Regions from separate parts of the Sus scrofa genome. Here regions 1, 2, 4, 5 and 6 are each linked to region 3. The links are chromatin contacts, called in public HiChIP or PLAC-seq maps. All regions are on one chromosome and are shown on one strand. The core of a region is the stretch at or near the end of the contact, and the rest is flanking DNA. Distances in the headings are between cores, read along the strand shown.

Region 1 (3,927 bases), core at 1,267-3,766, 210 kb before region 3:
TCCTGTGGTGGCGCAGTGGTTAACGAATCCGACTAGGAACCATGAGGTTGTGGGTTCAGTCCCTGTCCTTGCTCAGTGGGTTAACGATCCGGCGTTGCTGTGAGCTGTGGTGTAGGCTGCAGACGCGGCTCGAATCCCGCGTTGCTGTGGCTCTGGCATAGGCCAGCAGCTACAGCTCTGGTTGGACCCCTAGCCTGGGAACCTCCATATGCCGCGGGAGCGGCCCAAGAAATAGCAAAAAGACAAAAAAAAATAAAATTAAATTAAATTAAAAAAAAAAAAGCATAAGTTAGGAATTCCCATTGTGGCTCAGTGGTAATAAACCGACTAGTGTCCATGAGGACTCGGGTTAGATCCCTGGCCTTGTTCAGTGGGTTAAGGATTCAGCATTACCGTGAGCTGTGGTGTAGGTCACAGACATGGTTTGAATCCTGCATTGCTGTGGCTGTGGTGTAGGCTGGCAGCTGTAGCTCCGATTCGACCTCTAGCCTGGGAACTCCCATATGCTGCAGGTGCGGCCCTAAAAAAGCAAATAAATAAATAAATAAATTACAAAAAGCACAAGTTAGACTAAGGCAGTTAATTAGTTTTGAAATGACTTAAATTGGCATATACTTATAGCATCTCAAACATTAGGTCATGAGGTATCAACAATGACATGGTAAAGAAAGGAGATGAATCATGGGCTCAAGGAAAAGAGTCCTATGATAATTCTTTTTTTTTCTGAAAAAAGGATGCATATATCAGTTTATCAGTCACGTAACTTTTTGTTTCCTATCATTGAATCTAAAGAATTTATCATGCTGCTTTTTGCATTAGGAAACACCGAGTAACATAATGGTCCTCTCTTTTTAGCAATTCTATAGACGATACAGAAAATAACTTGCTTTTTATTTTTATACCATCCCCATAATAAGAGAATAGTTATAGCAATGAATTATAACTCCAGATAGCATCATCTTTTCAACCATGTGCATTGCCTTCAAGTGATATAAGGCAGTGCTGGGACAGAACTAGAAATTATAGCTGATTCAGCAGCCACCATTAAGATGTCCTTACAAACCTCATTTGCCTAAGCCGTGCTATTTTTTATTTGTGCAAATACTATGAATTATGGAAAAATCAGAAAGTAGTTATCACTGTATTACGCACTAACTCAACATCAACTCCAGACTGGGTCCTCTAACAGATTTCTAAGGTGTAAATAGTTCCATCATTACTGGATTTGATGACAGCATTTACTTATTTATTCAGCAGTTACAAATTTGTATACCTCTTGTGTGCCAGGAAACAAAAGTTCATCTTGCTTCAAGGACTTCATAGTCTGGTATTTATCACAATTATTTCTTTCTTTTAGTCATTATACACTTTTACGCTGGCTCTATAACATATACTCTATGAGGTAAAATTATTAGAATTTTTACTTTACTTTTGCGTAATTTGTGATTTAGAACAACAAAACAAGATCCAACGTTCTTCTGTCATCTAGAACCCCAACAGAAAGATGTATATTAGAGTGAGGATCTGGGACTTCAACGAAGTCAAGTTCACAGAGACATAAATTCCAAAATTCACAAGTGGCCTGTCTGCACTTATGAATGAAAACTACACCTGCTGGCACAACAGCAGTTAATTTGTATCTTTTTCAGTAAAATTTGAGTTTGCAGTTTTATGTAAACTGGAAAATATATGTTCAAATTATGAAGCATAACAAATTTAAGTTTCATATTTGTAGTTAATATATTCACTGAAAGGCAATGTATAACTTCCCTGGTAATTTTTCCACAGTGTGAAAAGAAACTTAGCAGTTATACTCCAATGTGGTATTTTGTGGAGAGGACAGACCAGTTATTCACCATGACAAATGTGACATGTAGGCTTGGTTATTAACCACCTCCAACCTTCTGTCTACAGAGACCATCTTTATCATCATTATACATTAGTTCGGCTATAAAGCACATAAAAGGAAATGGTTGTCAAGAAGGACAAAACAGTGACAATATCTTATCTGAGATATGGCCTTTTCTCTTAAACACAGCATTCCTATATACTTACCATGGTAAAAATCTAATCTTCCTAAGTAAAAAGTATAGCTGGATTTGTATTTTGTTTATTTTAAAAAAAAAAGTTGTAAAGGGAATAAAGGGGACCATACAGCTTCAGACCAAGGCTACCCCCAAAATAGATATTTAAACAGTGGGAGAGGAGAAAAGAAATACAGAAACCAGTCCTGACAAGAAAGCTCTTTAATTTTGCAAATGTGGTATGTGCTTCTGCATGGACAAAGGGCTAATTATTTCTACTGAGATGCTGTTGTAATATAGAGAAGCTCAACAGGCATTTTGTGAATTTCATTTTAAACCAATTCCTGGATGGATTGACTCAGTATACTGTAACACAATGATCTCTGAGCCTAGGTCTTGCAAACAAATCACAGCTAAAGGTTACCCAGAGGAATGTGGCCAGGGTACCAGAGAAGACTTCTCTCCTTCCCTGGCCTAGGCTCCAGCAGAGCTGGCTTCCTCTGTCTGCTCAACTTCCTCCCTTTTCACTGCTTGAGCTAACTTACACTACACACTCTTACACTGGGGCAAGTAAAATGGGTATTTGGGGACAAAAGCTTTGTAAAGGTGCAATTTTTCAACCTAAAGTTCCACTCTACATGTTCATAGAACTCAAAACAAAGTCTTGAAGCTAATTCTGTTATGGTAGTCACAGAAGACACAAACACAAACATCATCTTATAAAAAAGCAGGAGGAGGTATAACTGTTGAGATGCAATTACATACAATCTAAAAATTAATTACCCGTCATCAGACTCATGGCATGCAGCTCTGAGTCAGCTAACCACTCCTGCACCCCCACCTCACTGTTACTTAACTGTTGAGGTTTCCTGGCAGGTATGAAAGAATTCAAAATAAAACCTAGATCTTCTAAATATGGGCACTGCAAAGAATTAGATCCCTTTTTCTATTAAGATGGTATTTTTACCCCTATTATTTGACTAGACTCCATTTGGTATCTTATACATGAGGTTTCTGCAATATTTCAACTTTTACCAAAGTTCTCAAAAATAGCTATTAGTAAGCAGACAATACAATACATAGATAAATTTGGTCTTTTGGTCTTTTTTTTTTTTTTTTTTTAAGCAAATCACACTATGTGCCTAATCTTCCCCCAACCCCCAAGGGGAGCACAGGGAGAGGAAGACACCATGCATAAGTCTTCTCTTTTTCAACAGTATAGGACTTCGTTCCTATCTCCATTCCCAAGAAGCCAAACAAAGCAGCGGTAGAGTCCCAGTCTGCAAGGATCATCTATGTCTTATCACACAGCATTAGTACGTTGCAGCTTTCATCTCCAAGTAGCCTACATGATGGGGTTCATGGAAAAATATGGACTATTAAAAGTTTAATTACTAATTAATCTCCCCTGCAGCTGCTCATGGCTTCTGCAAGTTAGAACAGGGAACACAAGAGAATAGAAGATCCACGGTACCGCAAGACTCCACCCTAGTTACTCTGCCCACAAGGCCTCAGACCACATGAATCCAAAATAAAAAACCTTCCATACAACCTAGACACACCTGAAATGATTTCTTAGGTTGTCTCATAGATTATTGCTGTATGAAAGGAATTCAGTGTGGGAGCACTGAAATTACAACTAAAGACTTGTTAATATAACTAAAGAGTATGCATGAACTCAGTTTCCAAATAGACTAAGAAATTACAATACCTTTTAAGTGCTTTAAATGACAAAGATAAATATATCATTGATGCAATAACCACCATTCACAAAGTACAAGCTCCAAACCTTTAAAGTAGCAAGCTCCAGACACAAGCTAACAATCCCAAAATAAAATGGGAAGGATTGAGTAAACTGTTCCTCAAACACGACATCTAATTTCTTGCAACTCTAGAATACTGC
Region 2 (3,767 bases), core at 632-3,131, 190 kb before region 3:
ACCATGAGGTTGCGGGTTCGATCCCTGGCCTTGCTCAATGGGTTAAGGATCCGGCATTGCCGTGAGCTGTGGTGTAGGTCGCAGACGCGACTCGGATCCCGAGTTGCTATGGGTCTGGCGTAGGCCGGCGGCTACAGCTCTGATTAGATCCCTAGTCTGGGAACCTCCATATGCCGCGGGAGCGGCCCTAGAAATGGCAAAAAGACCAAAAAAAAAAAAAAAAGGGAAAATCCTTAGCCCCCCACCCACCTTTCCAGATTTACCAAATCTGAACCTTTGGGAGCAGGGCCTAGTGATCTGCATTTAACAAACCCTTTGCAAGCCTCACCCGAATTCTTTCCCATACTTGATTTGAAATCTGCTGGCCTGGAATTTGGATATCAGGTGCTAATGCAAGTGCTAACAATAACCAGAATGATTTAATTAAAATCCCACAACTCTGAACACATTTAAGGAGAGCTCTTTACTAATGTATTCTAACCCAGTTCCCAGGGACAGGGAAAAGACTTTTCTCTCATTTGACAGTTTCACATTCTCACCCACGGTGCCAACAGAGCAAACACAATCCACTTCACTTGTCCTCATCTGTACAAATGGCAACCACATTTACCACCCTGAAGGGGTGCTGTGACTTTCCATTTTACTAGTGTTTATAAAGTCTTCTGATAAATCAACTGTAAGTTGGCATTATTCATAGCACCCTGTTGGAGATTAATACATATTCAATTAAAAAACATTGACAACAATACAGCAATATCCACAAATTAGCATTCATTACAGCAATGTATTATTCTCACCCTACCATCACAATTTTATATAAGTAGAGTTGTTTATATCTGGAGACTGTATAGTCCCTCTCCTTAATGAGGCGTAATCTTTTCTCTACGGTATCAACATTTCCTTTAGTAAGGTTCACATTGCACTTAGCTCAGAGTTCTCACTTTTCAGAGGAACTTCCTATTTGGTAAACACTAGGATAGGAAGCAAATATCTCTTTACTGAAGAAAGTCACGATCCTGAAAAGTATCTCAGACTCCTCCATTTGTCATTCCTTCCTCTTTCCCAATGACTCTGGACTCTAGCCAACCTTCACCATGGTCATGGCCATCACCCTAATGCAGGGTCTGGTCTGCCTCAATTCATACAGTAGACTCCAAACCACCCTACCATTGCCTCTTCTGACCAAGGCCTGCTCTGTTATAGAAAATCCATCTAAATAGAGACCAGGTGGGAGTTCCCATTGTGGCTCAGTGGTAACAACCCCAACTAGTATCCATGAGGACACAGGTTCAATCCCTGACCTCACTCAGTGGGTTAAGGATCTGGTGTTGCCATGAGTGGTGGTGTAGGTTGCAGATGCTGCTCAGATCCTGCGTGGTTGTGGTGTAGGCTGGCAGCTGCAGCTCTGATTCGACCCCTAGCCTGGGAACTTCCAAATGCTGCACATGCGGTGCTAAAGAAAGAAAAAAAGAAAAGAACAATAGAATAAAATAAATAGAGACCAGGTGTTTATCCTGTCTTTCATAAGATTCTTTACTGTTCTCTTATGAGAACTAACACAGTCTCAGATTAGAAAAATCCCCAAAATGTCATCTAAACAGCTAAAGAGAAGCAATTTACATATTTGAATTGGGGGAGTGGCTGTTAGGCACTCAGGGAAAGAAGAGCTGAGACTCAGGCAGGAGCAACAGTTTAAGCAAAGGGCTGTGACACTAGGTGTCTCTATCTATATAGTTCAGGATTCAGTTTTCTCCAGGGGCACCATCTGGTAGGTGGCTAAGACTCCACTGACGGAGGAATTCACCCTCCCCTCCCCCAGCCTTCCCTGGCCTCTCTCTCAGGCACCAGAGCACATTGTGCTGTACTTGGTTTTGCTGACTGCAGTTTCCTCCTCTGCATGAGCCTTTGACATGCATAGTTGAGGTTGAGGAATCTGTGCCTAGTGGGTTTGAGGTTTCATCAAGAGGAAAAGAAGGAACTTACGTGATTTCACTAAGTAACTATTTTCACTACAAAAAATTCCCATATTTATTTTTTCCCTGTTTGAAATGGTACTAAGGAAACACATGCCAGACTGCCATGAACAGGACTGTACTTTTCAAACAGTAGCAAGGGCTAAAAATAGAAAAGCTTGATTTCCTCAAGATGTATATAACTTCCTCTCCCATTTGCTTTCCCCACCACACTGAACCAAGGCACAGCAGTGTACATGTTGGACCCTTTGTATGTTTACAACAGTATTAAAAGCATCAAAAGGGTGATAAGCCCATGTATAATCCATACTCCATAGATGTTTCCAGAGAATTCTTATGGCCAAAACAAGGAATGAATCAAAAATCCACAACTATCAACCACATATCCCTTAATGAGGTTAAAGACTATGGGTGATGGAGGAATGTGAGCTGTAATCCAGCCTTCAAACAGTTTCTAAAAGGGGAATAAACAAGAGGATAATTGAAAACATTCAAACCTGTAAGTCCAGAAACCTCCATCTGGGGTTGAGGCCAGCTCTCCTACCAAATGTGTCATCTGGGGCAGCTGACTTAAGAAATCTAGGTATCCATTTCTGCATCACAGGAAAGATGAGCTGGATTATGAGCCTTTAAAAGGTGAGGCTCTACAATTCGTGATGTTAAGTGATTTCTATAGGTCTCCCCTATGGCATATTTTGATTCTGGCTTTATGATATATAGTTTGTAGTTACATAGCATAATTAAATCAGTCCCAAAAAAGGCATATATTCAGTGGCAGGAAAATGAAACGTAATTAACTGATTTATACATTAACTAATACATTGTAGCCTTTACTATGAACCAGATACTACTGGATACTCTAAATTCTTTACCTTAATTAATCTTCAAAATGACTTTCTAAGCTATTGTTCCCATTTTTCATGTGAAGATGGAACACAACTGATAAGTAATAGAGTAGGGCTTCCTGGCACTATACCAAACCACCCTGTCAATAGGGTCTGGAAGCAAAGAAGGGAGAGATCAGGATGAGCTGGTGGTATTAGAGGGTATGGATCAAGCTTTAAAAAAATGGGGAGTATTTCTCATCAGCTGAGAGATGAGGATGCTTCAGGGAGCAAGAAACACACAAGGGAAATTAACTCGGCATGAGAAGTTGACAATGAGGACATTGGTCTCACAAAAGAGAAGACAGAAAGAGCACAGTGGGAGGTGAAGTGTGTTTAAAGGTCTTGGAGTACTCTGAAAATCAACCAAGAGGGGAAATTTAATGTAGCAGTCAGCAAAAAGCCATAGGATGAAAATAAAAATTTTTGAAGACTAATTGGGTTAGCGAAGTACAGCTGAAGGAGGGGAGGGACCCATAAAGCAATGAGTTCTATTGTGAGATGGAGAAGGAATGAGATAGGATATCATACTGGGAAATGAAGAGACTAGAACAAACCTGAAACTCATTTTGAACAAATACATACAGATAGATAGATGACAGATAAATAGACAGACAGACAGATAGACAGATAGACAGCTCAGATGTTGGTGATAGATAATATTTTAAAAGTAAGACATATTAATAATGACCACAGATTTTAGAATTTAAGAGACAATGAAATACCTCTAATAGAATGAAAGTTTTGGGGGAAGAGGATGAGTAGAATTTGTGGACATGTTGAATGCAAAGAAGGTGAAGGTCTTCCCTGTGGAAAGATTTTCTATGAATAAATGGCACAAACATTGTCAAAGGAAGACATAGTGCCAAGAATCATAACTAACCAGTTCAAGCCATTGAGTAGACAGGGA
Region 3 (3,822 bases), core at 47-2,546:
ATTTTTTATTGTTGCTTAAGCACAGCAATTATGCTAATAAGCCTGGGAGGATGGTACATTGAGTATTGAATCTGACAGATAAAATACTCAATAAAATGCTAATCTCACCTGAAAATTGGAATCAGACAGCCTTATTAGTATTTATGGATATGGCATCTTAAACTTTTTTTTTTTCAGATGAATATATACAAAATCAATGTTTGTCTCCTAATACAGCCTGCCATTTCTAGGCCTCTGTGTGCTCTAAATTCAAGGTGACGATGCCTCATCGCCTCAGCTTCACTACTTGACAAAGAAACGAGAGCTTGTTGGTCATCTCTGCCACAGAACCAGGCAGTAAAATGTTTTTCATCCTCCATACACCTCCCTCCCTCTCCGCCACCCCTCCTAATCCCCCGAAAAAAGGGAAGGTAAGAACTGTCTTTCTGAGCAGAAAGAGAAGCCAGATTTGACAGCAACAAGAACCATTTGTCAAACCATCTGGCTTCTCTCTTCACCTGACAGGAGGGAAGAGTGATGTGTCAGAATGAACAGGGAACTGAGGATCCCAAGAGCTGGCTTCTCATCTCTGTTTTTGCCATTTCCTCCATGCGAGGCCTTGTTGGGACTCAGTTTCCCACATATAGACCTTGTGAGCCAAAAGATTACGTCTCTGTAAGAAGTGTCTCCACAGGAGCCAGAGCCCCAGTGTCTGTGAAGAATGGAATATTGTAAAACAAGATAGACATGTCAGGAAAACCTGAGATCTTGAACTTGTGCTTTGATTTACATTTACATGGTCCCTTCTTACTTTGTACCCCCAAGACATATTTGACATAGTGCAGGCTTAAATTCAGAGACCTCAGACACCAAATACAAAAATAAAAAACACTGGATTGTTAACCAACCATCCTCAGGACTTTACCTGGTTTTCTTTTTTGGTATCAATACATTAATTCTGGCAGGGAGCAAAGAAGAGAAATCAGCTGCCTGTCTTAAGAAGCAGAAACTAATGTTACCTGAATATTGAAATATTATTTATTAAAAATCCCTTCTGTCCTTTGATTTCCACATGAACCCCATAAAGCAGGAAAGGAGAAAAATCTTTTCTCCAGAAGCTTCCATATGTAGCTAAGGTGACTGAGGATCAGAGAGGACTTCCTCATCCAGCCAGAGTATGCGGGTCCTGGGGTCAGGACGAGCAGTGTTGCCTTCGGATTAATCCCAGCCTGCTGCCAAGCACACACAGGTCCTCTGGCTCATGGGCCTGGTGACTCACCCCAAACCGAAATACCCAAGTTACTAGTCACTGCTGGACACCAGGGGCAGTGAACAGGAACCTCAACAGCCGCAGCAGCCACTCCACAGACTTCTCCCACCACCTTCAAGGCTTCAAAGAGCTGACACCCTGTCCAGAAGTTTCTATTTCCCCCCAGGGAAAGTCATAGGCATGGACAAAACAGGCTTGCACAGAAGGGAGGAATCTGACATGTTGTGACAAAACTGGGCACAGATCCAGGACGCCAATTCACTCTGGAGCCTTGGAGAGTCACCTTCCTTTAAAGCTCCCGTTTCTTACTCTGTACAGCTTCATTTTTTGAAGGCCAAAGATAGCCCCTGGCTATTAGCAGAAGGGAGAAAAGAAAGAAAATGGGCTCCAAAAATACCAAGGTTCAATACAACTTACAGTGGGTTTTCACATCTCTTTCTTCAGCAAATCCTCACAATACAAACAGCAGCTGAGCTGATTATTTTCCCCACTTTGCTGATGAAGAAATAAAGGCCCAGAAGTTCAGAAATCCACCCAAGTAACACAAGAGCTAGGAGATTCTCAGCCCATAGCTGGGGTTAAAGGGGAAATGCTAGACGAGTGATCAGGCCAAGGCAGGGTAGAGCCAAGCAGGCAGTAATCACAATATTTCAAGACATGCCACCTCCAAAAGAAGAAAATGCGGGTCTAACCTTACTAGTAGAGACCTGCACCAGCCATGAGAGCTGACCAACTCACCACCTCCCCCTCTGCTGCATACACACAGAAACAAAATCCAAGTCCAGACACTTTACTGTACCAGGACCAACACTGCAATTCGCAAAGCATCGTCACAACAAATTCATCAAGTAGGAATCATCATCCTCCAATTTACAGAGGAAAAAGCCAGGCACTAAGATGTGTATTCACTCACCCAATCTCATTTGCCTCTGAGAGCAGGGCCAACTCTCAGATCCAGGCCCCCTGTTCTTTCACTTCATTATGCCACCTCTGAACTGCCAGGGCCACCATTTTTCTAGTAAACAACCATAGCAGAAAGTCAGCTCTGAACTGAGACATCTCCCAGCAGAGTAACGATTCGAGTCATACTTCGAGGAATAATTTCTGGGAAAGCAGAGGAGGTGATGCTATCAAACAGTGAAACTTAAAACTCCTACTCACTACCTGCCTGGGAGGGAGCAGGAAATGGGGCCCAGGCCCTTTCCCTACACACTCCTCCTGCCCATTTCTGTCACTCATAGTCATTACCAAACTTAGCACTTTAAGCAAATGAAAGATGTTTCCTAGCTGCATGGCCTTGGGTAAGTCCCCAACCTCTTTGGTCCTATTACTAATACATACTCATGCACACACACATATAAAAACATCTAGGACCATTCCTTCTTCTCCCTAGTAGGATGGTGACAACAGAAAGCTCCTGTCCTTATTCTGGAAGCCCCACAACTACACCCTCATTGTTCTGTGGTGTCTCTGCACCCAGTACTCTGATCTGAACCCTCCACCTCTTCCTTGGGCCTCCTAATCCCCATCTTCCTTCTGCTAAGCCCCACCCTTCCATCCTCACCTGCTACTCTCCTGTGTTAGGCCTGGTCACTTCCACCCTGGACAAGCACTTCCTCATCTCTCCATCACCATCTCAACCTTCTCCTGGCACCCAAAGTCCATCTTTCTTGCCAGCTCTTCAACAGCTCTTCACATGAAAGTTCTTAAAACAACCTCCACCAGACTGGCTGCACTTTTCCATACATACTCTGGTTTGTATCCTCCTAAAATCAGCCTCTCCATAACTAAATCAACTTTATAGGTCAGGTTTCCAGAGAAGAATGTTTTCTGCCCAGGAGACAGGAAAGCACCTTGACTCTGAGGGAAATTTCCATCAGCACCTGTGTGGCACATCACCCCAGAGAGTCCATCTCATCACTCCACAGAAGCTGGGGCAGTGGGGAGGGTCAACCCAGGGCCAGAAGCTGAGAAACACCACTGTGCTAGGTCTTTAACAAAGGTTCTCTAATCTTTCCAACTTAGTAGGCAAGATATATTTAATCCCAAATAAAATCCATTTAGGCTGGGACTCAGAGAGGTTTAGTAACCTAGTCACACTGAAGTTATAGAAATCATCCAATTTCAAATGGTACTAGAGCCCAGGCTCATAAGTGAGTCTCTACAACTTCATTGAGATGCTCTGTTGTTGAACAGTGTCCGGTGCTCTGCCAGATGCTTAACCTAAGTAATCCCAGTTTACTTACATAAGAATCTTTCCTAGTAATTAGGAGTTCCCATCGTGGCTCAATAGTTAACACATCTGACTAGGAACCAGGAGGTTGTAGGTTCAATCCCTGGCAGCGCTCAGCAGGTTAACGATCTGGCATTGCCATGAGCTGTGGCGTAGGTTGCAGACACAGCTCGGATCTGGCGTTGCTGTGGCTGTGGCACAGGCCGGCAGCTATAGCTCCGATTAGACCCCTAGCCTGGGAACCTCCATATGCCATGGGTGCAGCCCTAGAAAAGACCAAAAAAAAAAGAACCTTTCCTGGTAATTATTAGTGTCTTATTTTATAGATCAAGAAACTAAG
Region 4 (3,627 bases), core at 148-2,647, 150 kb after region 3:
TGATATGAAACGCATAATCTACTAGAACACAAACAGCTAGCATTTATTTCCAATTTTATGGTTTAGGGATGGTTTCCATGTATGTATGTGTCATGTCTTCTGGAATTCATATCAATGACTTTGAGTTGACATTCAAATATGTGGCAGATAAGAAATATCAAAAGGAGTTTCTGTTGTGACTCAGCAGGTTACGAATCCAACCAGTATCCATGAGGATGTGGGTTCCATCCCTGGCCTGGCTCAGTGGGTTAAGGATCCAGCCTTGCCATAAGCTGTGGTGTATGTCACTGACATGGCTTGGATCCTGCATTGCTATTGCTGCAGCTATGTGGCTATGGTGTAGGTCAGTAGCTGCAACTCCAACTCCAATTCAACACCTAGTCTAGGAGCTTCCATATTGTAGGTGAAGCCCAAAAAAGCAAAAAAAAAAAAAAAAAAAAAAAAAAAAGGTGTCAAGAGAGGTCTCCTTCTAACACTTTGCTGTGGCCAACACAGGCCAGAGACCAATCATCAGCACTGCTGCATCCCCAGAGATAGAGACATTCTATTTTCTTCATTCAACCATAGGTGATCCCTCAGTACATCTGTAATATATCTCAACTGCTCAAGTTCAAGTCAAAGTTTTCTTTCTCTAGAAAGTCTTTCTAGATTTCTCCCTCTCCAGCTAAAAATATCTTCCTTTTTTTGAATACCTACAGTGCTTTTGCTATACCTCTTCTATCACATTTTTATTATATTAAAAGCAATTTTATTACATTTTCCTTCCTGTTCATACCTTATATTCTCTACTACTCTGTGAATACCTACTCTAGATCCATTGAACCAGAGTCTGAGGGGTAATTATGATTCGTTTCTGCTGAGACACAACAGGAACTCCCCATTTTTATGTTTTTATAAATTTGACCACTTCTCTCTGAGGCAAATTTCATTTATGGACAGATAATTGTTGCTAGCAAGGAGCAAGCACAGGACATTTCTAAAGACTTCATTGGCTCTACCATGCATGGGTTAAGAGACCTCCAGCAGAGGAAATTTCATGGGTCATTTCCCAGTAACATGTGACAAACTGCAATCCTAAGAGAAGCCTCAGGTTAATGAGGCAAGCAGATGCACAGGCCAGACCTCAAGACACTGTGGGCAGGAGATTAGGCTTTACAGTAGCACCGATGACTGAAGAATTCTGATTTATTTTCACTCTCTCTACAACTTGTATGTATTTTGGATCCCAAACTGCATTTATCATATGTTAGACCTTGTTGAAATATCAAGGAGTAAGAAAATCAATTGTAGTATCTCTAAGCAAAAACTGACATTGGTTAGAGGTGTACTGTGTTTGCAAAGAGAGCTACAATAGTCTCTTTACAATGTTACTTTGCTCTTCCTCCCACAAAGAAGAGGAATTTACTTAGTCACCCTTTGAATCTAGCTGGCCTCATGACTTTGACTGATACAAGAATACAGCAGCCATATATTTTGCAACTTCTTTTTTTTTTTTTTTTTTTTTTTGTCTTTTTGCCTTTTCTAAGACCGCTCCCTCGGCATATGGAGGTTCCCAGGCTAGAGGTCTAATTGGAGCTGTAGCCACCGGCCTATGCCATAGCCATAGCAATGCGGGATCCGAGCTGCGTCTGCAGTCTACACCATAGCTCACAGCAATGCTGGATTGTTAACCCACTGAGCATGGCCGGGGATCGAACCCATGACCTCATGGTTCCTAGTCAGATTTGTTAACCACTGAGCCACAACAGGAACTCCAATGTTTTGCAACTTCTGAGTCTAGGCCTTGGGAAACCTCACAGCTTCTGCTTTTGCCCTCTCTCTCTTTGTATAAAACTCAACTCTATGTGAAAAAGCCTGAGCTAACCTGCTAAACAATGCAGGCACACAGCCTTGCTATAAGCCAGCAGCAATCAGCTCCAAGCAGACTTGCCAATTGACTGGAATTGCATGAGTGTATCCAGGCAAGGTCATCAGAATGACCACACAGCTAAACCCAGCCCGAATCACTGACCACGAGAATTGTGAGCTAATGACTGTTTGAGGTCACTAAGGTTTTGAACGGGCTTATTACATAGCATAGACTAAAGGATACGTATAATGCATAACACTGAAAGAAATAGTAGCCCTTATTTTAGTGAAGATATCTGGACTGTTGACAAGCTCTCTGGGCCTTTCAAAATGGGTCTGAAGAGTTCCCATTGTGGCTCAGCAGATTATGAACCTGACTAGCATCCATGAGGATGCAGGTTCCATCCTTGACCTCACTCAGTGGGTTAAGGATCATGCATTGCCACAAGCTGCAGTGTAGGTCACAGAGGTGGCTGGGATCTGGCGTCGCTGTGGCTGTGGCGTAACCCTAGCCTGGGAACTTCCATATGCCACAGGTGTGGCTCTAAAAAGTAAAAAATTAAAAATGGAAATAAAATAAAATAAAATAAAATGGGTCTGAAATGAAAGTGTCCATTTTAGACTGTGGGCACAAGCTCACCACAGAGAAAAATAATGTAACGGATGGTTCTGAGGAACAGATTTTTAACTGCAGAGGCGCTGGCTTTTTGTGAGGATGAAGTAACTACATACTCAGGATTTACAAAGACTTGGCTTTTCAAAATAATTCATAATGATTTTTACATTTTGAGTCCAGTTCATAGTTTACCAACTACTTTCAGCATCTTTTGTGGTTTGTAATAAAAAGATTCTTTAGTGCTGACTAGAGTCATAAATTCAGGGGTTTTCAAACTTGGTATCACAGACTTAGAAATGACCTGGGGGCCGTCACTCCAACCTTCCCTTTTAACAATGTTTAAATAGGGAAGACCCAATTAAGATATATTTTGAAGGAAGGATTCAGTCCCTACAAATGAGTGCAATGACACTTACATAGCTCATACAGTTCACTCTCAGACAGGAACTAAAGTGAGTTAGTGAACTCCCACTCCCTTCCACACACACGTGAAGTCAGATTTCCAGACTTTTTTTTTTGTTGTTGTTGTTGTTGTTGTTGTTGTTGTTACTATTTCTTGGGCCGCTCCCGCGGCATATGGAGGTTCCCAGGCTAGGGGTTGAATCGGAGCTGTAGCCACCGGCCTACGCCAGAGCCACAGCAACGCGGGATCCGAGCCGCGTCTGCAACCTACACCACAGCTCACGGCAACACCGGATCGTTAACCCACTGAGCAAGGGCAGGGACCGAACCCGCAACCTCATGGTTCCTAGTCGGATTCGTTAACCACTGCGCCACGACGGGAACTCCTCCAGACTTTTTTTTTAACTGCAGAGCCTGCAACTCCATGGTTATCTCCATTTTCCACAGGTGAGAGGTCAAGGCTCAGACACTTGCTTGAGGTCAGGCAGACTGGGCAAGGGTCTAACCTGAGTTTACTGAATCTAAACCCAGACCTTTCACCTCTGCCATGTTTGGAAACTGGTGACTTAAAAGTTGAGTTAAAGCTCAACCACAGAAAAATTATACACTACATGTATATAACTGCCCACTTATGGTCACCGTAAACCAATATTCATGATTACTTTTTAGTGACTGGAAATAGCCTATGTTTTAACATTCTTGTAGAAACCCTTGCACCCAAATGTTAGAAAAGCAATGGTTTTCTTTCTTTGAGAACTCCT
Region 5 (3,901 bases), core at 125-2,624, 170 kb after region 3:
AACTAGCATGTTCTAGGAATTGTGCCAGTGGTGAATAAGATGCACACTTTGCCACTAAAGGGCTTAAATACTAGTCAAAAAAATAGATAATTGAGTAGTAAGTTAAGTATAGGAGGAAATATGGTATTATGGGACTTTGGAGAGCTATCAAAGGGATGCGAATGGGTGACACCTGGATAGGGGATTAGAAAAAATGATAAGTGAGCTGAATCAATCTCAGGATAGGCCTCTGTGTCCAATGCTCACTCATCTGTTTCTTTAGTCATCATTCAATGATTTACTTTTGTTCCTTCAAATAGCAGCCCTTTACTGGGTGTGTACTGCCAGACACTCTTAGGCAATCACTCTTTTATTCCTAATCCCCTTCGAAGAAAGAGTGGCCATTTGACAAGTTCTTGAGCCATTGAGGTGAAAAGAGTAAAAAGGTAAAAAGAGTAAAATTGCTGCAGGGGTCCAGAAATATTTTGACTCCCTGATATTGATACCGCAGTTTTTCTCTCCACCTTTATGTTCACTGAAATATGTATATGATGATTGTAGCTGCTGCCGCCAGAATGTAACCATGAGGAAAAGCGCAGGGAATTTCAACTTAATAGAATTGTGATGATTTTATGGTCCCTCTCAGCTAGCACCAGCAGTCATCTTCTTGTGTATATTTTGTGTGAGAAAAAGAAATTTCCATTTGTTTAAGTTGGTGTAGTTGGGTTTTCTGCTACTTGCAACTGATAGCATTCTTAACAAAGTTGGGCCTGTACTTTGGGCCTAGACTTTTTTTTTTTTTTTGTCTTTTTGCCTTTTCTAGGGCTGCTTCCCAAGGCATATGGAGGTTCCCAGGCTAGGGGTCTAATCAGACCAGAAGCTGCCGGCCTATGCCACAGCCACAGCAACGAGGAATCTGAGCCGCGTCTGCAAACTATACCACAGCTCACGGCAATGCCGGATCCTTAACACGCTGAGCAAGGCCAGGGATCGAACCTGCAACCTCACAGTTCCTAGTGTGATTCATTAACCACTGCGCCACGATGGGAACTCCTGGGCCTAGACTTTTGAATGGTGATCTCTTAATAAAGCTGTCTGTTGCAAACAGCCTGAAAAGGAGAGAGCCCACACTACAAAGGAGCAGGTGCTAACAGCCCTTCAGTTGTTCCACTTCAGTGAATGAGGCACGGAGATTTATAACGGGGAGGTTGGGACAAGAGTTATAGGTGTCTGGCCCCCTGTCTCAGCACCACCGTGTATTTCATTAATGAAGTGTGAGACCAGAACTCCATAAATTCACATAGTAGCAGAAGTGGGCTGCAGCTCCTCAGTGGAGTTATTCAGGGAGCCCAGCATCACTCTTTGCGTATTAGAGAAGTTCACAGCTGGTTAAAAATAGGCTTGGAGAGAAGTCGCTTTTAGACCACAGCTCATTTTGGATTTCTCTGGAATCCCATTCTGGGCCACAGTGTATTTCCTTTTTCCTTTCCTTTGAGTAAGAGCACCCAGGCGGTTCCGAGACAATAGATATAGGGTTATCTTTAGGTCTGCCGTGCACTGAAAGCAGAACTAGGGAGAAACAACAGTAACCCTTTAGGCACATGGAGTGTTACAGCTTTTTAATAAGTGCCCACATGGACCGAGCCTTCACATGGGTGAGGCTTTAAACTCCTCAAAACAACCCTCTGAGAAAAGTACCATCAAGAACCTCTTTCCTCTGATGAGAAACCTGAGGTTCAGAGTAGAAAAGCAACTTATTTAAGGTCACACAGCTAGTAAGCAGCAGGACCCGATGGGGCTTTCCACATCACATCATTTTGATCCTTAGAGCAGCCTTGTGAAGTAGGCAAGGTGGGGAGACGACCCCAGTTTACAGAGAGAAAGCAGGACCAGAGAAGTGAAATGATTTACCAAAGTCAATTTGCTCATGCACAATAAAATCAGGGCTTGAACTACACTGCTGATTTTTTTTTTTTTTTTTTTTTTAAGGGCTCCACCTGTGGCATATGGAAGTTCCCAGGCTAGGGTCAAGTTGAAGCTTCAGCTGCCAGCTCATGCCACATCCACAGCAACGTTGTTGGATCAGAGTGACATCCGAGAACTACACAGCAGCTCATGGCAATGCTGGATCCTTAACCCACTTGTTGAGGTCAGGGATTGAACCCATATCCTCACGGGTTCTTATCCCACTGAACCACAACGGGAACCCCCACACTCTGACCTAAAGTCCGAGAGCACTGTAGAAACTAAACATTCAGGTCCCTCAGTTCTGAAAGAAGAACAGTCTGAATTTTGTGGGGTTGACTTCTAAGGTTTAACTGCAGGCCCTGTATCAAGGAGCCAAATATTTCAGGGCTAATCTGATTTATTCAGAGTCTATGAGTGCTATGTTCCTCTCTAGTACATCTGTTGAATGATATTAGGTCCTGACATTTAAAATCCCAGTATAATATTGTTTCACTGTTAATGTAACAGTCCTTCAAATAGTGGGAGAAGAGTGAGCTGGAAGGAATAGATGTCTTAAATGTGGGACAGCCAATTTAGCTGATAAAATTAATATAATATACCTTTGAACATTTAAATTATCCTGCGACAAGGCAGCGAGAATTAACTTATAATGGGGATAGGGTAGGTACTGTACATGTGAACTTTTTTTTTTTTTTAAAAAAAGAAAAAACACACCTGAGTTTTGAAAAATAAAAGTGGTTTGCCCACATTTTCAAGCACAGTGGTAATCAAAAGAGCTCTATGGAGGTAATAATACCTTGTATTTAAATACTGCTTGTCTCTGAAGAGCTCACAGCATGCTATAATCATTTCCTTATTATGATTCTCAAAACTTCCTGGGTCAAAAAGTCACAAAGTTTAAACCTTAACCACCTGGCCTCAGTTTCCTCTTGGGGAATGTGAGGTGAAAAAGTAGGCTATGGTCTCAGAATTCCATCAATGCCCAAATTCTCCCCACTACCCTCTCTACCCCCCATCTCCCCAGACCCCTGTCCTTATTATCCTACTACCCTATTTAGCCTATCTTCTTCTTCTTTTTTTTTTTTTTTCTCTAGATCTAACTGGTTACTCTCATGAAAGAACCATATATTATTTTAATTAGAAGAGTTTCACTCCAGTGAGCTGGAGGCTGAGCAAATAGTTTCACTTGGGGATGGGAGAGGGTACCTTCAGAGAGAGGGGGTCCATTTTTATCTGCTTTTTGGTAATATTGGAGCTCTGCATGAGATTTGATCTTTAAAAGAGAATTTCTTGCTGTTTAAAAAATTGAAATCTGCCGGGCTAGTCTAAACCCTTCATTTTGTGGATGGAAAAACTGAGGCCCCAAGCAAGGGAGTAACGTGTTCAAGGTTCCACTCCAGTTGTTGGGTGGCCCATCTGTCTTTAAACCCTGGTCTTTGGGTACCAGTCTGGGGCTCCTGGCAGGTCACTGGGTTGTTTTCCCCTAGCTGTCACTTTCACTGACATAACTGTCACCCTGAACGCAGACCAACAGCTGTGTGCTCACACTTAGGGTGCCTGGAACGCTCCTCACAGAACAACATCCACTTCCTTTTTTAGAGTTAAAGGGACTCATTTTACCCAGGAACGTGAGGTAAGAACCTAGGCAGGAAGAAGCAAGGAGAATTAGTACGTGCCATTTTCACCTAGTCCCAAAATGGTTCTCCACCTCAACTAGGTCACAAAGAAAAAAAGTGTAAGTACAAATATACACATGTATTTATATAGCTACTGCCTCCCAGTGAGCTTGAAGCATATATAAACACATACATACACATGTTATGTTAGTTCTTCTGAGGGAAAGGAGGGAGAGTTATCACCAGCCTTGTTATATAGTGAAAAAATCAAGGCACAGAAGAAATTCAACTTGACTCACATCATGGCCTGAATTGCTGGTGTTGGCATAAGGATGTCT
Region 6 (3,657 bases), core at 360-2,859, 130 kb before region 3:
TTTCAGTCACTCTGTTGTTCTTCTTTACATTTTCTCTGCCAGCAGGAGATGGGAGAGGGAGGTAAGAGGATATCAAAGTCTTTCTGCCTAATTCCGCCACACACAACAAGAATAAACAAAAGACCAAGGACCAAGGACCCAAGTCAAAACCCAAAGATCAAGCTGCATCACTAGATGATGGTACCAATTAACATAACCCCTTAAAAAATTGTTGTCAGCAGGAAGTACCTAGAAAAATTCTGAGAAGTTAATGATACCATGACTTGACATCAAGGGGAAATGGTAGCATAATTTTTACTTAATATTTTGTCAGCAATCATATAAGGGTATGAGATATATACAACAGCTTATCTACATCTAATTTCCCATATAAAGAAGGCTGATGTAGAGTCCTAGACTATATGTCTCTTCTCTACCAATCATAAGGAACTACAAGAAAATCCTAGAAGGAAATGTTGGCAATTCATAAGTAGCAGTAAAATCACCTATTAATGATGACATTTAGCAAGTGCTTACTAAGTGCCAGACGTTATTACAAGAACTTTCAATACAATACCCAACCTTCACAACAACCTAGGAAGTAGGCAAAATTAACCTCTTTTTTGTGAAAGAGAACATGGAGACTCAGAGAAGTTCACCTATTTGTCTAAGATCACACAGCCAGCATTGGTCAAACACGTCGAACACCATTTATCTGGCACTGTGTAAGGAGGCCAGGAGAGTTGGGGGAGGGCAAAGGTCAAAAGGGAGACATCCTTGACCCAGAAATGGGCCATACACTGCTTCTACCCAAAGAATCTGCAGCGAAGCTAAGGCATGAGGATAAATTACTATAATCCAAGATAGAAAATATGAGGTGCCACAAAAAATGCACAATTGAGTTCCATCCCAGTGTGTATGGGTATGCGGTCAGGAGGGAGTAGGGGTAGGTGGAGAGTAGGTAAGATGAAGTCCAGGCAGAAAAAATTACAGAATGAACGGGAATAACCTTATGCTTCACAAATTTATATATATCACTGGGGCTTGATTCCTTTTCTCTGCATTCACTGAGTTTCTTTCCTGTGTGAGTAATTCGGTAATAGAGTACACAGTAAGCAGACTGGGAGCTTCCTGAGGACAGGTGCTATCCGCACTATATCCTCATGCCTAGGATGGTGTCTGGCACACACTCATGGTCAAGAAATACTGAATTAGTCATAGAATAAATGAATGTGTTAATTGATTTAAAAAAGGCCAAATGAATGAATACAGAAACACAAAGTCAGGTGTACACTGTTAAGAAATATAGACCACACTGGAGTTCATGAACTCAAGTTCCCTGACTGCTAAAGCCCCTGTCCCCAGGTGTAACTTTGCAAACATGAGCGCCAAGGGACTTTTGCTAGACAGCAGGTGGGAGTTCTCTTAACCAAGAGACCACACTAGTGACCTAACTGGTCAGAGATTTGAAGAACACAAAGAAGCAAAACATGAATTTTTGTTTTAGTCCCCATTACAGCAGGAAGCAGAAAGTGAACCACAAAAGCTGTATTATCTAGAACTTTCTTGAGCTATAAAGTAACTCATTTGCAGAAGTCGTTGATTTTGTACATGGGGACTGTTTGGTGAGATTGAGGAAGCAAATGATGGTTGACTTCCTGGAGTGAGTCATGGCTGTAACCCCCTTTGGCGGTATTAATAGAACAGGGGGAAAATTTCCAGGAAACATCAATTACCACAACTACCAAAATAGAAAAGACGGCTGGTGACTTAATCACTAAACTTTTGGGGAGACTACACCCTTTCTTTATCAGAAAAAGATAACAATAAATCAAACTAACACATTTTGAAACTAATTAACAGTATTCCTTTACAGTTTGCAGAGTTACCTTTTAATCCTAAAATTATGCTTTAGTAAAATGACCATACCTAGTCTAAGCTAATTATAGTTAAACAAAGATTCTAAGCTCAAGGTTAAACCTCCAAGAAATGGATATATGTATTACATGATTCATTCATCCATCCATTCCTTCCTTCAAACCTGAAATTTAAGTATTTATGGGTATCTACTACTATGTTTTAGATTCATACTCTCTCAGACACAAAGAACTAAATAAAAGAGATAAGAACTATAATAAATGTCTTGATCTCTATCCTCTTTTATGGCCAAATCTCTTTGTGTTGTTTGCAGGTTATCCTGGCATTAGAGCTGAGAGATTTATTCAGTTCAACAGCTTTAGAAAATGCTGGAAACCTTAGGTCAATCTGGTTTAAAAACCTAAGGGATTGCAGTCCTACTCTAAAGGCATGCCATATCTGCCTTTATAGCTTTATTACTTCATAACCTGGCAGCAGAGTGTAGCACCAGGACCAGAGTGCCTGGGTTCAAAACCCAGTTCTACTACTTAATAACTGCGACAATTTTTTGTTTGTTTGTTTGTTTGTTTGTTTGTTTGTTTATTTATTTATTTATTGCTTTTGAGGGCTACACCTGTGCATATGGAAGTTCCCAGGCTAGGGGTAGAATTGGAGCTGCAGCTGCAGGTCTGCATCACAGCCACAGCAATGTGGGATCCTAGCCACATCTTTGACCTATGCCACAGCTCACGGCAACACCAGATCCTTAACTCGTGGAGTGAGGCCAGGGATCAAACCCACATCCTCATGGATACTAGTCTGGTTCTTAACCAACTGAGCCAGAATGGGAACTCCTTTTACTTTTTTTTTTAAATCTTTTTAGGGCCACACCTGCAGCATATGGAGGTTTCCATGCTAGAGACTGAATCAGAGCTATAGCTGCCAGCCTATACCACAGCCACAGAAACATCAGATTCGAGCCACATCCATGACCTATCATGCAGCTTGCCACAATATCAGATCCTTAGCCCAATGATAGAGATCGGGGATCAAACCCTCATCCTCATGGATACTAGTCTGGTTCTTAACCTGCTGAGCCACAACAGGAACTCCAATAACTATGTGACTTAGAGCAAGTCATTTCACACCTCTGTGCATTCAACAAATAGAAATGAATAACAGCACTATTTTATAAGATTATTATGAAATAAGCGCGCGCGCACGCACGCACACACACACACACACACACACACACACATGCTTGGAATAGTAACTGCAACGTAACACTTCAGAAAACTTTACTATCATTCTCATTACTATCATTACCCCACTCAGTCTAAGAGGGGGGTTTTTCATGACTCTTCACAGGAATAGAACCACCTGCACAGCTATGACCCTGGCCATGTATGCCAACAGATCTCCATCTGCTTACTCACTTATGATCCATCACTGTGCTCTGTTGTCCTGACTACAATGAAACCACATGCCCCAGCCCTAAGGGATATTATATTCAAGCAATCCAGTTGGACAATCTCTCCCTCATTGTGGTTGACTTCTTCCACTCGCCTATTTAAATTCAATAAGTGTGGCTGAAGAAATAGTCTGGCCATCCCATTCTCACCCATCTCAAACACATAAAAATCTTCTAAACTAACCAGTTTCAAATATCCTTTATGGCCCCCAAGTACTTTACCACGTTGTTTTATTTACAGCAGAATGGAATTTAATTAAAAGAATACTTTGGCAAGTACCAGTAATAAGCTGGTATTAAGCATGCTTCCACTTTCTTCAACATGCTATCTCCTCAAAAGGCTGTAGCCA

What was found. HiChIP or PLAC-seq counts read pairs in DNA pulled down with a chosen protein or histone mark.
Region 1: a contact with region 3 is called in an H3K27ac HiChIP or PLAC-seq map of alveolar macrophages. The contact joins two enhancer-like sites. A contact is called at or near these places in 1 of 47 Hi-C or Micro-C datasets (embryonic fibroblasts) and 1 of 2 datasets of contacts at active chromatin or transcription factors (alveolar macrophages).
Region 2: an H3K27ac HiChIP or PLAC-seq map of skeletal muscle shows a contact between it and region 3. The contact joins two enhancer-like sites. A contact is called at or near these places in 2 of 47 Hi-C or Micro-C datasets (embryonic fibroblasts and skeletal muscle) and 2 of 2 datasets of contacts at active chromatin or transcription factors (alveolar macrophages and skeletal muscle).
Region 4: an H3K27ac HiChIP or PLAC-seq map of alveolar macrophages shows a contact between it and region 3. The contact joins two enhancer-like sites. A contact is called at or near these places in 2 of 47 Hi-C or Micro-C datasets (embryonic fibroblasts and fibroblasts) and 2 of 2 datasets of contacts at active chromatin or transcription factors (alveolar macrophages and skeletal muscle).
Region 5: a contact with region 3 is called in an H3K27ac HiChIP or PLAC-seq map of skeletal muscle. The contact joins two enhancer-like sites. A contact is called at or near these places in 2 of 2 datasets of contacts at active chromatin or transcription factors (alveolar macrophages and skeletal muscle).
Region 6: an H3K27ac HiChIP or PLAC-seq map of alveolar macrophages shows a contact between it and region 3. The contact joins two enhancer-like sites. A contact is called at or near these places in 1 of 47 Hi-C or Micro-C datasets (embryonic fibroblasts) and 2 of 2 datasets of contacts at active chromatin or transcription factors (alveolar macrophages and skeletal muscle).

What each region holds. Positions count from the first base shown.
Region 1 is chr13:126,121,425-126,125,351 of Sscrofa11.1, reverse strand. The region is part of intron 5 of LPP (lipoma-preferred partner); the gene reads right to left. Among named protein-coding and RNA genes, the nearest start is that of MIR28, 160 kb to the left of the region's middle. Within about 2 kb of position 2,516, at least 8 of the 83 cell types and tissues checked have an H3K27ac peak or open chromatin away from gene starts, as enhancers often do. A contact at or near this core is called in alveolar macrophages and embryonic fibroblasts, where this site is marked.
Region 2 is chr13:126,096,480-126,100,246 of Sscrofa11.1, reverse strand. All of the region lies in intron 4 of LPP (lipoma-preferred partner), which reads right to left. Among named protein-coding and RNA genes, the nearest start is that of MIR28, 180 kb to the left of the region's middle. Within about 2 kb of position 1,881, at least 18 of the 83 cell types and tissues checked have an H3K27ac peak or open chromatin away from gene starts, as enhancers often do. A contact at or near this core is called in alveolar macrophages, embryonic fibroblasts and skeletal muscle, where this site is marked.
Region 3 is chr13:125,907,060-125,910,881 of Sscrofa11.1, reverse strand. The region is part of intron 2 of LPP (lipoma-preferred partner); the gene reads right to left. Among named protein-coding and RNA genes, the nearest start is that of LPP, 130 kb to the right of the region's middle. Within about 2 kb of position 1,296, at least 21 of the 83 cell types and tissues checked have an H3K27ac peak or open chromatin away from gene starts, as enhancers often do. A contact at or near this core is called in alveolar macrophages, embryonic fibroblasts and skeletal muscle, where this site is marked.
Region 4 is chr13:125,759,476-125,763,102 of Sscrofa11.1, reverse strand. No RefSeq gene overlaps it. Among named protein-coding and RNA genes, the nearest start is that of LPP, 21 kb to the left of the region's middle. Within about 2 kb of position 1,397, at least 9 of the 83 cell types and tissues checked have an H3K27ac peak or open chromatin away from gene starts, as enhancers often do. A contact at or near this core is called in alveolar macrophages, where this site is marked.
Region 5 is chr13:125,733,839-125,737,739 of Sscrofa11.1, reverse strand. No RefSeq gene overlaps it. Among named protein-coding and RNA genes, the nearest start is that of LPP, 47 kb to the left of the region's middle. Within about 2 kb of position 1,374, at least 5 of the 83 cell types and tissues checked have an H3K27ac peak or open chromatin away from gene starts, as enhancers often do. A contact at or near this core is called in skeletal muscle, where this site is marked.
Region 6 is chr13:126,039,658-126,043,314 of Sscrofa11.1, reverse strand. The region is part of intron 3 of LPP (lipoma-preferred partner); the gene reads right to left. Among named protein-coding and RNA genes, the nearest start is that of MIR28, 240 kb to the left of the region's middle. Within about 2 kb of position 1,609, at least 12 of the 83 cell types and tissues checked have an H3K27ac peak or open chromatin away from gene starts, as enhancers often do. A contact at or near this core is called in alveolar macrophages, where this site is marked.